2 separate regions of the Oryctolagus cuniculus genome follow, and region 2 is linked to region 1. Evidence: chromatin contacts called from public Hi-C data. All regions are on one chromosome and are shown on one strand. Each heading gives the region's core, a stretch centred on a gene start, on an enhancer-like site or on the middle of the called end of the contact. The rest is flanking DNA. Distances are from core to core; before and after follow the strand shown. Region 1 holds the start of RCOR1 (REST corepressor 1). Region 2 overlaps RCOR1 (REST corepressor 1).

The links. Hi-C and Micro-C count contacts between places; a contact is called where the count stands out from the background.
Region 2: a Hi-C map of an unstated tissue shows a contact between it and region 1, with 1.6 times the contacts expected there. The contact joins the enhancer-like site here to the promoter of RCOR1 in region 1. A contact is called at or near these places in 2 of 6 Hi-C or Micro-C datasets (ear pinna and an unstated tissue).

The regions. Positions count from the first base shown.
Region 1 is chr20:45,724,170-45,729,778 of mOryCun1.1, forward strand. It overlaps RCOR1 (REST corepressor 1), which reads left to right and starts at 2,038. Exons shown (of 12, transcript XM_051834874.2): 1 at 2,038-2,565; 2 at 2,646-2,705. The coding sequence starts at 2,301.
Region 2 is chr20:45,785,001-45,790,609 of mOryCun1.1, forward strand. It overlaps RCOR1 (REST corepressor 1), which reads left to right. Exons shown (of 12, transcript XM_051834874.2): 3 at 2,820-2,903. Among named protein-coding and RNA genes, the nearest start is that of RCOR1, 62 kb to the left of the region's middle. Within about 2 kb of position 2,556, at least 1 of the 8 cell types and tissues checked has an H3K27ac peak or open chromatin away from gene starts, as enhancers often do.

The sequences.
Region 1 (5,609 bases), core at 788-3,287:
TCAGATCTCTACCATGACAAGCCAGGGCTGCGCCAGCTGGAGCCAGGAGCCAGGAGCCAGGAGCTCTGTCTCTCTAGTGGGTGGCAGTAATCCAATCCAAGCACTTCAGTCATTATCTGTTGCCTGCTAAGACATTAGCAGGAAGCTGGGAATTATGGAGAAACCGGGAGGAACCAGGCACTCTGATATGGGATGTGGGTGTCCCCTGAGGCAGATTAAGCAGCTGTGCCACAGAGCTCACACCAGGCTGTTAAAAACGGTGGGGGAGGCTGAGGGCTGAGGCCCTGGCTTTGAAGGTTAAGCCTTAAGCCTCTGCCTGCAGTTTTGGCCTCCCACATAGGTGCTTGTTCAAATCCCAGCTGCTCATCTTCCAACCCAGCTCCCTGCTAATGCGCCTGAGAAAGAGTGGAAGATGGCCCAAGCCCTACGGCCCCTGCACTCATGTGGGAGACGGGAATAAGCTCTTGGCTTCAACCTGGCCCAGCCCTGCCTTGGCCATTGTGGCCTTCTGGGGAGTGAACCCAAAGATGGAAGATCTCTCTCTCCTTCTCTATGGCTTTCAAATAAATAAATAAAATCTGAAAATAAAAAAAGTGAGGCACACGTGGTGGTAAACCCAGCCAGGAAGTGGCCCCCACTGCGGGCTGGAGCCCCTGGGCCCTCGTCAGAGAGTCACCATCACCCCCGTGTCCTGGGAGGCTGGTCGCAGTCCAGGGGCAGGGCAGGGCGCTCAGCCTCCTTCCGCGAGTCAGAGGCCCGGGCCGGGCGGCCCAGCCCCAGGAACACAGCCGTGGGTCCTGCGCTGCCCGGGGCTTCGCCGTGTGGGGCTCTCCGGGGGCAGGGGCGTCCTGAGCGGAGCCCGGGGGCCGGACGACGGGGGTGGGGTGGGGTCGCAGCCCTGCTCGGGAAGGACCGAAGTGCGCTGGGACGGGAAGCCCTGGCGACGTCCTCCGATTTCTCCCGGAGCCAGCTATACCCTGGGCCGGTGCGAGCTGGAGCCCACAGCAAGCGCAGGCTGAAGTAACTTAAAAATGGGGCTCCCCGGCTTAGAAAAAAAAAAAAAAAGAAAAGAGGTTTCCCGAACACGCTCCCTCGGGTCTCACTCGGCGCCCCTCGCCGGGGTGCGGGGCCAGGAGGCCGGCAGGTCCGGAAAAGCGGCTCCCGCCCGCAGGAAGCGACCCTCCTCCCTGTCCAGGGGCTTGGGATGCAAATAGCTTCCTTGTTCCCCTCCCCGGCCCGCGGCCCACTTCCTCAAGCCCCCGCTCGGCCCCCAGACGGGTCGGACTGGAACCCCGCGGCCCGGAGTCGCGGGGCCCCCAGGGCCTCCCGGGGGCGCCCCCCACCCACCCAGGGAGCGCCCAGCCCCGGGACCCCGGGCTGCCGCACCGCCGCCCTCGTCTGCAGGGAGGCCGCCCCCGGGGGCCTGTCCCCTCGCACCTCGTCCCCCGGCCCCGGCACACCCCCAGCCCCGCGAGAGAGGCGGGGGCGCAATTAGTTTCTCCCAATTAGTTTCCCCTCTTTGTATGCATCCATTCAAACTGCGGTGTAGTCCTCCGCGCGAGCGGAAAGTAGTCCCGCCTCGTGTGCACGCCCGTCCTCCGCTCGGCGTGTTCCGACTTCTGCAGGCCGGCCGCGCGGCCGGGGGCTCCTGCGGGGCAGGCGGGGGCAGAGGCCGCGGGAGGCGCACGCGGGGCCGGGCCGGGGGCCGCGGGCGGGGGGCGGGGGCGGGGAGGGCCGCCAACTCCTCGCTATTGCCTGGAGAGATGGATCATGGGGCGTAGGAGATTGCAAACCTCGAACCACGTACAGTGGGCGATACGCGTCTACCGAACCCGGCCAGCGGAAGCCCGGGGCCTCCCCCTCCGCGTGCGCCCGCCCCGGGGCCCGGACGGACGGGCGCGCGCGGCCAACCCCGCCGCCGCTCGACGTCTCCGTCGCACGGAGCGCGCCAATGGGAGCGCGCGGGGGCGGGGCCTCGCGCGCCGCGTTAGGCTGCGCGCGGCCCTCCCCCGGCCCGCGCAGGCCCCGCCCCCACCCCTCCCCGCCCGCGGCTCCCGGAGTAGTTGGAGCCAGTCAAGTGCGGCCGCCGATGAGAGCCAAAGTTGCGCTCGGATCGGCGCCGGGGGCTTGAGGCGGCTCCGCACTCCGCCCGCCTGGGCCTCCTGAGCTTCAGCTCGTGCCGAGGGGCTGCCGCCGCGCCCGCCCGGCCCGCGCCCGGCCCGCGCCCCCTCCCCCCGCCCCGGCCGCGCTCCTCGGAGCCGCGGGTCCCCGCCACTTCGGCCGGGCCCCGGCCCCCGCCGATGCCGGCCATGGTGGAGAAGGGCCCTGAGGTCTCCGGGAAGCGCAGAGGGAGGAACAACGCGGCCGCCTCAGCCGCCGCCTCGGCCGCCGCCGCCTCAGCCGCCGCCGCCGCCGCGGCCGCCTCAGCCGCCGCGGCCGCCTCGGCCGCCGCCGCCCCCAATAATGGCCAGAATAAAAGTTTGGCGGCCGCGGCGCCCAATGGCAACAGCGGCAGCAACTCCTGGGAGGAAGGCAGCTCGGGCTCGTCGAGCGACGAGGAGCACGGTAGGTGGCAGCCGCCCCGCGCCCGCCCGCCCGCCGGCCGCCGGCCGCCGGCGCTCACCGCCCTCTCTGCTTCCCCGCAGGTGGCGGCGGCATGCGGGTCGGACCCCAGTACCAGGCGGCCGTGCCCGACTTCGACCCCGGTGAGTAGCGGCCGGCCGCCCGGAGCGGGGCCCGCGGGGCGCGAGAGGGCGGGGGGCGCCCGTCGCCAACTTTCTTTTTGTGTGTCTGCCCTGCCGTCGGGGGGCGGGCGGGGACGGGGACACGCACGCACACGCACACGCGTGGCCCGCGGACGTGCCCGTGCGCACGGGAGGCGCCTGCGAGCTGGGGGGCGGGGGGTGGGGTGGGGGCGGCTCCCGGGCTCCGGGGCGCAGGTGAGCGGGGTCCCCGCGCCCAGGTGAGCCGCGCCTCTCCGGGGCCGGGCGTCGCAGTGGCAGCGCCCGGGGAGCTGGGGGGCCGCGAGACCCCTCTCCCAGCGCTCGCCAGACGCCCCCCGCTGCCTGCCAGCTCCTGCGGCCCCCGGCCCCCGGAATCCGTTCGTGAAAGTGCTTTCCAGAGGGCGCTTGCCCGGGCAGGGAGGCTCGCGCGCGGCAGTCGGGTGTGAGGACCTATTTGTGAATGTGCGTGCATTTCCTTTATCTCTTTTTGGGGAAGGGAGGGGGAGGGGTTGAGAGGAGAGAGCCGTCAGAAGCTGGAGTCTAATAAATGGTTCCACCTACGAGCAGTGCCTGCACCCTGGAATGGAACGTGTACTTCCTCTGCTCCGTTTTGTGTGGAAGCACATTTAAAGTGGTACAGGAAAAAATCCAATCAGACAAAGGAATTCGTCGGATTTTAGTGCCTGGGATCCGGCCTGTCTTTCTGAGCGCGTCTCTAAAGGGTGTTGCACAGCGACCGTGCGGGAGGGCGCAGGGTGCGTCTCAGAGATGCAGAGAATCTGCGGCTGGACTGTCTTCCCGGTTGGGGGTCTGGAGCGGGAGATTCTCTGTGTGGGTTCTACCCCAGGATTATTAAAAAAAAAAAAAAAAAGTGCTTTTCCTTGGAAACAAAACTGCAGGAAATTGCAAGGATTTCGTCCTTGAAAAAGGCGGTTGCTCTTCAGCTGTTACTAAGGTGCTAAACTCTGGGTGTGCTTGGAAGTGGAAATCCATAGGGGTCCCTGGGGGGCCCTTGGACATTGGAAACCGTGACTTTACCCAAGTCTGCTTTCTAAGTTTTTGTTTGTTGACTTGAATCTCTTGGGGTTACGCAGTCTACGGCCAGGTTGGTCTCCCCCTTTGAAGCCCCTCTGATGTCTTGGGGAAGTCAGGGTCCCCTTGCCCCGCATTCCCTGACTCCTGCACGCCGTCCCTGGCCACCAGGGGAGGCACACTGTGTCTTGGTTACAGTTGACCCTGCCTTCATTTTGTAGGTCAAGTCTGTCTTCGCTTTACAGAACATAGAGCTTGTCCCCAAGTTTCCCCGTCATGCTATTTTTAAAAATCAGCTTGCACAAACCGTTGAGTAAGCTGGTCAGTTTTTTATTTGTGTTAGATTCAATTTGAAAGCTTTAGTTGAGTATGTTGGATGAGATGAGGAAAAGGGAATATTTGATGGGGCAGCAGGAATTAGATTTCTGACATTCATCTAAATATTGATGTCTAGCTCTGAGTTGCTAGCAGTGAGCCTGACTTCTTTGGAGTTGTGCTCAGCTTTGAAACGGTAGATGTTGAATTGCCGCTGCCTTTTTGATGGAATAGGTGCTGCCATCAACTTGCCACAGACCCCTTTCTAGAAAGTGAGACTTTGGGAAGGCCCTGCTGTGTGGACTTTGTGGGTCTTGTAGTAGTGTTTCCGCCTTTCCTAGGAGTCTTAACAGGTAGGAAACAGTTTCAAACTCTCTTGTCAATGGGACATTCCTAGAAATGACTGGAAATTGCCAAACTACTATGTTTTAGTGATTTCTTAAAATGTGTATCGTTATTTAACTTAACAGTCTAAGGGAGAGGAGACTGCCATTTTGGAATAGAAGTGATACAGCAGGTTTGTTTCGTGGCAGAATTCTTTAGATCTTTGAACTTAAGCCAGGCTCTGAAAGAGTCAAGTTAGGAGGAATGATGCAGAATTGAGGGTGCGACTCTGCTTTCTCCCTGACCGAGGGTTGAGTGTATCTTTGTCCTCGTTTACGAGAATTTGAAAATAGACAGATGAACGTGAAGCACATCAGAGCTATCCCCCCATTTTTTTTTTTTTGTTTGTTTTTTGTTTTTGACAGGCAGAGTGGACAGTGAGAAAGAGACAGAGAGAAAGGTCTTCTTTGCCGTTGGTTCACCCTCCAATAGCCACTGCGGCCAGCGCACCGTGCGGATCCGATGGCAGGAGCCAGGTGCTTCTCCTGGTCTCCCATGGGGTGCAGGGCCCAAGGACCTGGGCCATCCTCCACTGCACTCCCGGGCCACAGCAGAGAGCTGGCCTGGAAGAGGGGCAACCGGGACAGAATCCGACACCCCGACTGGGACTAGAACCTGGTGTGCTGACGCCGCAAGGCGGAGGATTAGCCTAGTGAGCCACGGCGCTGGCCATATCCCCCCATTTTTATTCATTTTTCATTTTTTTTCAGATGAGAGAGCGAGAGAGATCTTTGATCTGCTAGTTCACTCCCAGGTGCCTGCAATAGCCAGTGCTAGGCTAGGTGGAAGCCAGGAGCCAGGAAGTTATTTGGAGTCTCCCATGTGGATGGCAGGGATCCAGGTGTTTCAGCCGTCACCTGCTGCCTGCTAGGACAATTTTTTTTTTTTTTTAAAGCCAGACGCTGAATCCGAAGCAGAGTAGTCAGCGCAGGAACCAGGCACTTGGACATGGGATGCTGGGATTGCTGGCAGTAAATTTACTGCTGTGCCACATGACTGCCTTTCTCTTTTTTTTTTTTTTTTTAAAGATTTATTTATTTATTTGAAAGTCAGAGTTACACAGAGAGAGGAGAGGCAGGGGGGAGGGGAGGTCTTCCATCTGTTGGTTCACTCCCCAATTGGCTGCAATGGCCAGAGCTGAGCTGATCTGAAGCC
Region 2 (5,609 bases), core at 1,306-3,805, 61 kb after region 1:
ACCCATTGAAGCACCATTGTGTATAAAGTTACTGTAAATAATTGTGTGCAGGTTTTATGTGACAATATACGAGTTTTGTAGGATCTGTTTCCAGGGGTTGCTAGTTCAGCTATTTGATAAATTATAATTGCCTGTGTATTAAAAAACTACAAGATGTTTCTAGAACGAGTTTAACCTTTTGCTTTCACACTAGCAATGTTTGAGAGTTGCAGTTTCTCCTCCTAGTTGGGACTCAGTACTGTCTGTGCCTTTTCTTTCAGACACATTGGTTTCTCATCATGATTTAAATTTGTATTTATTTAGTAGCCAGTGATGTTGAGCATCTTTTCATGTGCTGTGCCATCTGTGTTACTACTTTGATTATGTCACTGATCAGATCTTTTGCCTGTTTAATAAAAATTGGATTATTGTTGTTGAGTTTGACGGTTCTTTATCTTGGATACAAGTGCTTTGTTGGCTGTCTGGTTCGCAAGTATTTCTCACAGTCTCCAGTGTTTCCATATAGCAAATTTCACAGAGCAAGAATGTTAAATGGTTATAATGTTCCTTTTAAAAAAGTCAGGGATTATACTTCTGGTGTCATGTCTAAGAACTTGTCTCTTAAACTAGGTTCATGAACCAGGTTGAATATAGATCTGTAGGTTCACAGTGTTGCATACAGAGGTGCAATTGTTCAAGTGCCCTTTGTAAAAAGTTTTCGTTATTTATTTGGCAGGCAGAGTGACAGGGAGGGAGAGAGATCTTCTGTCCACTGGTTCATTCCCCAGATGACCAAAAGCCAAGTCTGGACCAGGCTTAAGCCAGGAGTCAGGGATTTCACCCCAGTCTACCACATAGGTGGCAGGAGCCCAAGCACTTGGGTCATCATCTGCTGTCTTTCTAAGTGCATTAGCAGGGAGCTGAACTGGAAGCAAAGCAGCTGGGACTCCAACCCGACAGCCATGTTTAGCTCTTTGTACCAGCATGTGGGGCTCCTAAGCTCATTGTTCTAAAAACTTTTTGACTTTTTTAAAGATTTATCTCGTTTATTTGAAAGGCAAAGTTACAGAGAGGGAGAAACAGAGAGAGAAATCTTCTGTATGCTGGTTAACTCCCCAAATGGTTGCAGTGGCTGGATCTGGGCCAATGTACAACCAGAAGCCAGAAGCTTCTTCCAGGTCTCTCATGTGGGTGTAGGGCCCAAGCACTTGGGTGGGCCATCCTCCACTGTTTTCCCAGGCACATCGGCAGGGAGTTGGATGGGAAGTGGAGCATCTGAGACTTGAACTGGGGCCCATATGTAATGCCAACACTGCATGCAGGAGCTTAACCTGCTAGGCCACATGGGTGGCCCCTCTAGTAACATTTTATAGATTCTATAGATTGCTGCACTGATTATAGTGTTGTCTGTTAATAAAGACAATTTTAGGGGCCGCCACCTGTGGTGCCAGCTGCTCTACTTCCCATCCAGCTCTCTGCTGTGGCCTGGAAAAGCAGAAGATGGCCCAAGTCCTTGGGCCCTGCACCCAAGTGATAGACTCAAAAGAAGCTCCAGGCTCCTGGCTTCAGCTGACCCAGTTCCAGCCATTGTGTCCATGCGGGGAGTGAACCAGCGGATGGAGGACCTCTCTCGCTTTCTGCCCTTGCCTCTGCCTCTCTGTAACTCTGCCTTTCAAATAATAAATTGATGAATCTTTAAAAAAAAAAAGAATTTTAATTGTACATTTCTGATGTGATACCTTTTATTGACTTCTGAGTTTTATTGGAAATCAAGGAAGACTCGCTTGCATTTGTATTCCATTTAGAGGCCCTGTCTACACACATTTGTTGACTTAATTTCATTTGTAGATTGTGTATGATACTAACAGTTTCCTAAAAGCTATAATTACATTAAAGGTTTTGCCAGCGTAGTTACCCTGATGTCTTTTGTCACAATCCTCCCTCCTCATCTAACCTTCTTCTATCTACCATGTAAATTCAACATGTAATCCTGCCTAATTTGTAACTCACACCTTCTCATTTGTGACGTAACTGTCCCCCACATTTTTATCAAAAGTGCTGAAGTTCTAACATTGAAGGTTAGAAACCGGCAGTTTCACAAAAAGGATGGTGAATTTCCTGTGTCAGAATTAGGTCAAGATGTCCACTGCGTTTTCGAGGGAGGTTTTGTGTTTTAAAGAAAAGCGAGATGGCAGTGATGCCTTTGGAATGGAGGACTTTGGGCCTGATGAGTGTGAGGGCACGGCCCAGCCTCCTGTCTCCTGAGGTTTTAGAAGATGCCGCCTCAGTGTCTCTGATGTGCTGTGTTAATTACTGCTGCTCCAGTTAATCCAGTCACATGGTCCCCCCAACACCTGGCACCTGTACACCTTTGGGCCTACTATTTTGTATCACAGAGTATTACAAATTTAAATCTATTCTGAAGTTTCCTTTCAGGTTAAACTTTTTCTATTTGTTAATAAGCTGTCAGAGTAGAGTAATCTTTGGATTATGATTGTCAAGTCACTAGGAAACTTCTCTTTCTGAGAAGGTGCGAGTGTTCAGCGTGGGCATGATGAGTTCACACCAAGCAGCTGGTGGTTGCGAGTCTGGGCAGGGCCTCCGGCCTCACCTCCCCTAGCAGGCAGTGGCGGGGAGTCCGCCTGCCTCAGACACAGGCTGTGTTCAACAGGAAGGACTGAGGTGGAAAAGGTGTAGCGGACTCTGCAGCCCCTGTCCCACAGTTAGGAAAAGGCGGGTCATGTCATCAGATTCCGAGGCTTGAGAGACCAGAGTGGTGGTGTCACTTAGTGTTTGTTTAATCTGTTATTATAATAAGTTTCTTTTTTCTTTCTACCAAGCCAAGCTAGCAAGACGCAGTCAAGAACGAGACAATCTTGGCATGTTGGTGTGGTCACCTAACCAGAACCTGTCCGAGGCAAAATGTAAGTTTTGGAGTATCTTTATTTCTCACCTTCCTAATTTAATGTTGTATAATTAATTAATTGATTAATCTTTAAAGAGTTATTTATTTGAAAGAGTTACAGAGAGAGTGGTCTTCCATCTGATGGTTCACTCCCCAGTTGGCTGCAATGGCCAGAGCTGAGCTGATCTGGAGCCAGGAGCCAAGAGCTTCTTCTAGATCTCCCATGTGGTTGCAGAGGCCCAAGCACGTGGGCCATCCTCTGCTGCTTTCTCAGGCACATTAGCAGGGAGCTGGATCAGAAGTAGAGCAGGGGCCTGTGCTGTGCGTAGTGGGTTAAGCCGCCACCTCCAGTGCCTGCATCCCATATGGGCACTGGTTCGAGACCTGGGTGCTCCACTTCTGATCCAGCTCTCTGCTGTGGCCTAGGAAAGCAGTAGAAGATGGCCCAAGTCCTTGTGTCCCTGCCCCAGCATGGGAGGAGACCTGGAAGAAGGTCCTGGCTCCTAGCTTCAGATCAGCGCAGTTGTGGCCAACTGGGGAATGAACCAGCAGATGGAGGACCTCTCTCTCTCTCTCTCTCTCTCTCTCTCTCTCTCTCTCTCTCTCTCTCTCTGCCTCTCCCTTTCTCTCTGTGTAACTCTTTCAAGTAAAATAAATAAATCTTTAAAAAGAAGAAGAAAAGAAATATTTTGAAGAGTTTGAAAGTATATATTTCTTTACTGTGGCATGTCAGAGTGATTTAGACTCCAGCCTGTGGTGTCATTATCTTCCATCTTTCTCAAAACGTTGCACCTGTGGGTTCTGAAGTAAACAGGGGGTGACTCCAGTGGACGGAACCTTGTAATGCAGTGTGGAACTCCCTCACCTGGGAAATCTAGGTTTGTAAAGAAAAGTTTAAGGACTGGCACTGTGACATAGTGGGTAAAGCTGCTGCCTGTGGTGTCGGCATCCCATATGGGCACTGGTTCGAATCTTGGCTGTTCCACTTTTGATGTAGCTCTCTGTTATGGCCTGAGAAAGCAGTGAAAGATGGTCCAAGTCCTTGGACCCCCATACCTGTGTGGGAGACCAGAAGAAACTCCTGGCTGCAGGCTGGCTTCGGATCAGTCCAGCTCTGGCCATTGTGGCTGTTTAGGGAGTGAATCAGCAGGTGGAAGACTCCTCCACCCCCCCCACCCTGCACCCCCACCTCTACCTCTCTGTAACTCTGCCTTTCAAATACATAAATAAACCTTTTAAAAAAAAGATAGAAGGTTGAACAAGTGTATTATTATTAAAAATTTTTTTTAATTTATTTAAAAGCAGTAGAGCAAGGGAGACAGGGAAGAGGGGGAGAGAGAGAAAGAGAAAGATCCTCCATTTGCTGGTTCACTCCTCAAATGACTACACTGGCTGAAAACCAGGAACTCTCCCTGGGTCTCCCATGTAGGTACAGGGACCCAAGCACTTGGGCCATCTTGCACTGCCCTCCTAGGAACATAAGCAGTGAGCTGGATCAGAAGCAGAGCTGTTGGGACTCAAATAGGTGTTCACGTGGGATGCCTGCGTTGCATCAGCTTATCCCAGTGCATCACACTGCCAGTCCCTTGAATAAGTTTTAATTTGAAGGATTATAAATAGCAAAGTATGTTGGGAATAAGCCTTATAAATAATGTAAGATTTCAACTTAGCTTGGAAGCAAAATAGAGAGGTCTTGCGTCTCTTGGTTCACTTCTCAAATGGTCATAGCAGCCAGGGCTGAGCCAGGCTGAAACCAGAAGCCAAGACCTGCTTCTGGGTCCCCCTCATGGGTTTGGGCCATCATCCCTTGCTTCATAGGTGCATTAACAGGGAGCTGGATCAAGAACTGAGTGCCTGGGACTGGAAGTGAGGTTCTGAAGTGGGGTGTGGGTGTCCCAAGTAGCTGCTGGGCCTGTGCGAGAATGCCCACTCTGGAAGTAAAACTTTTGAATTGGCTAGGTAACAGTGGCACAAACATTCTGACCTGTACTGGACTTTGGTGTGGGGGCAGGTGTTCTGTACCTGTTAATAATAATATAATAATATTATATAATATTATATATAATATTTATTATATTTTCTGTCTCCTCTGCTCAATTGAGCTCTGCTCAATTAATGCAAGATTAATTTTTTAAAGAAGATTTATTTCTTTGATAGGCAGAGTTAAGCAGAGAGAGATCTGTCTGCTTTTTCACTCCTCAAATGGAGTCAGGGATGGGCCAAGCTGAAGCTAGGAGCCAGGAGCTTCTTCCGTGTCTTCTTCCACATCAGTGCAGGGACCCAAGCCTTTGGGCCATCTACTGCTGTTTTCCCACGTGCATTAGCAGAGAGCTGCATTAGAAGTGGAGCAGCCAGGACTTGAACCGGTGCCCATATGGGCATGCTGGCATCACAAGCCATGGCTTAATGCTTCTAAACCACAGTGTTGGTCCTGCAAGATTGGTTTTCCATCTGATATATTACCATGAATCTTTACCATTTTCATTGTCTGTATTTTCTTCATAACTTAAGGAGGAAGACAAATGAGAATGCCCCCTTTGAGATTTCATTGGAGGTCATGGACTCAAGCAGAGTTTTTGATATAGTGCCCATTTTTATATGTAAAAGACATTATATTTTCAAAGGAGCCTTTAACAAAAATAGGTTAAGAGCCATTGTTTAAAATAGTTAAATTGTGGCCGGCACCGTGGCTCACTTGGCTAATCCTTCGCCTGCGGCGCCGGCA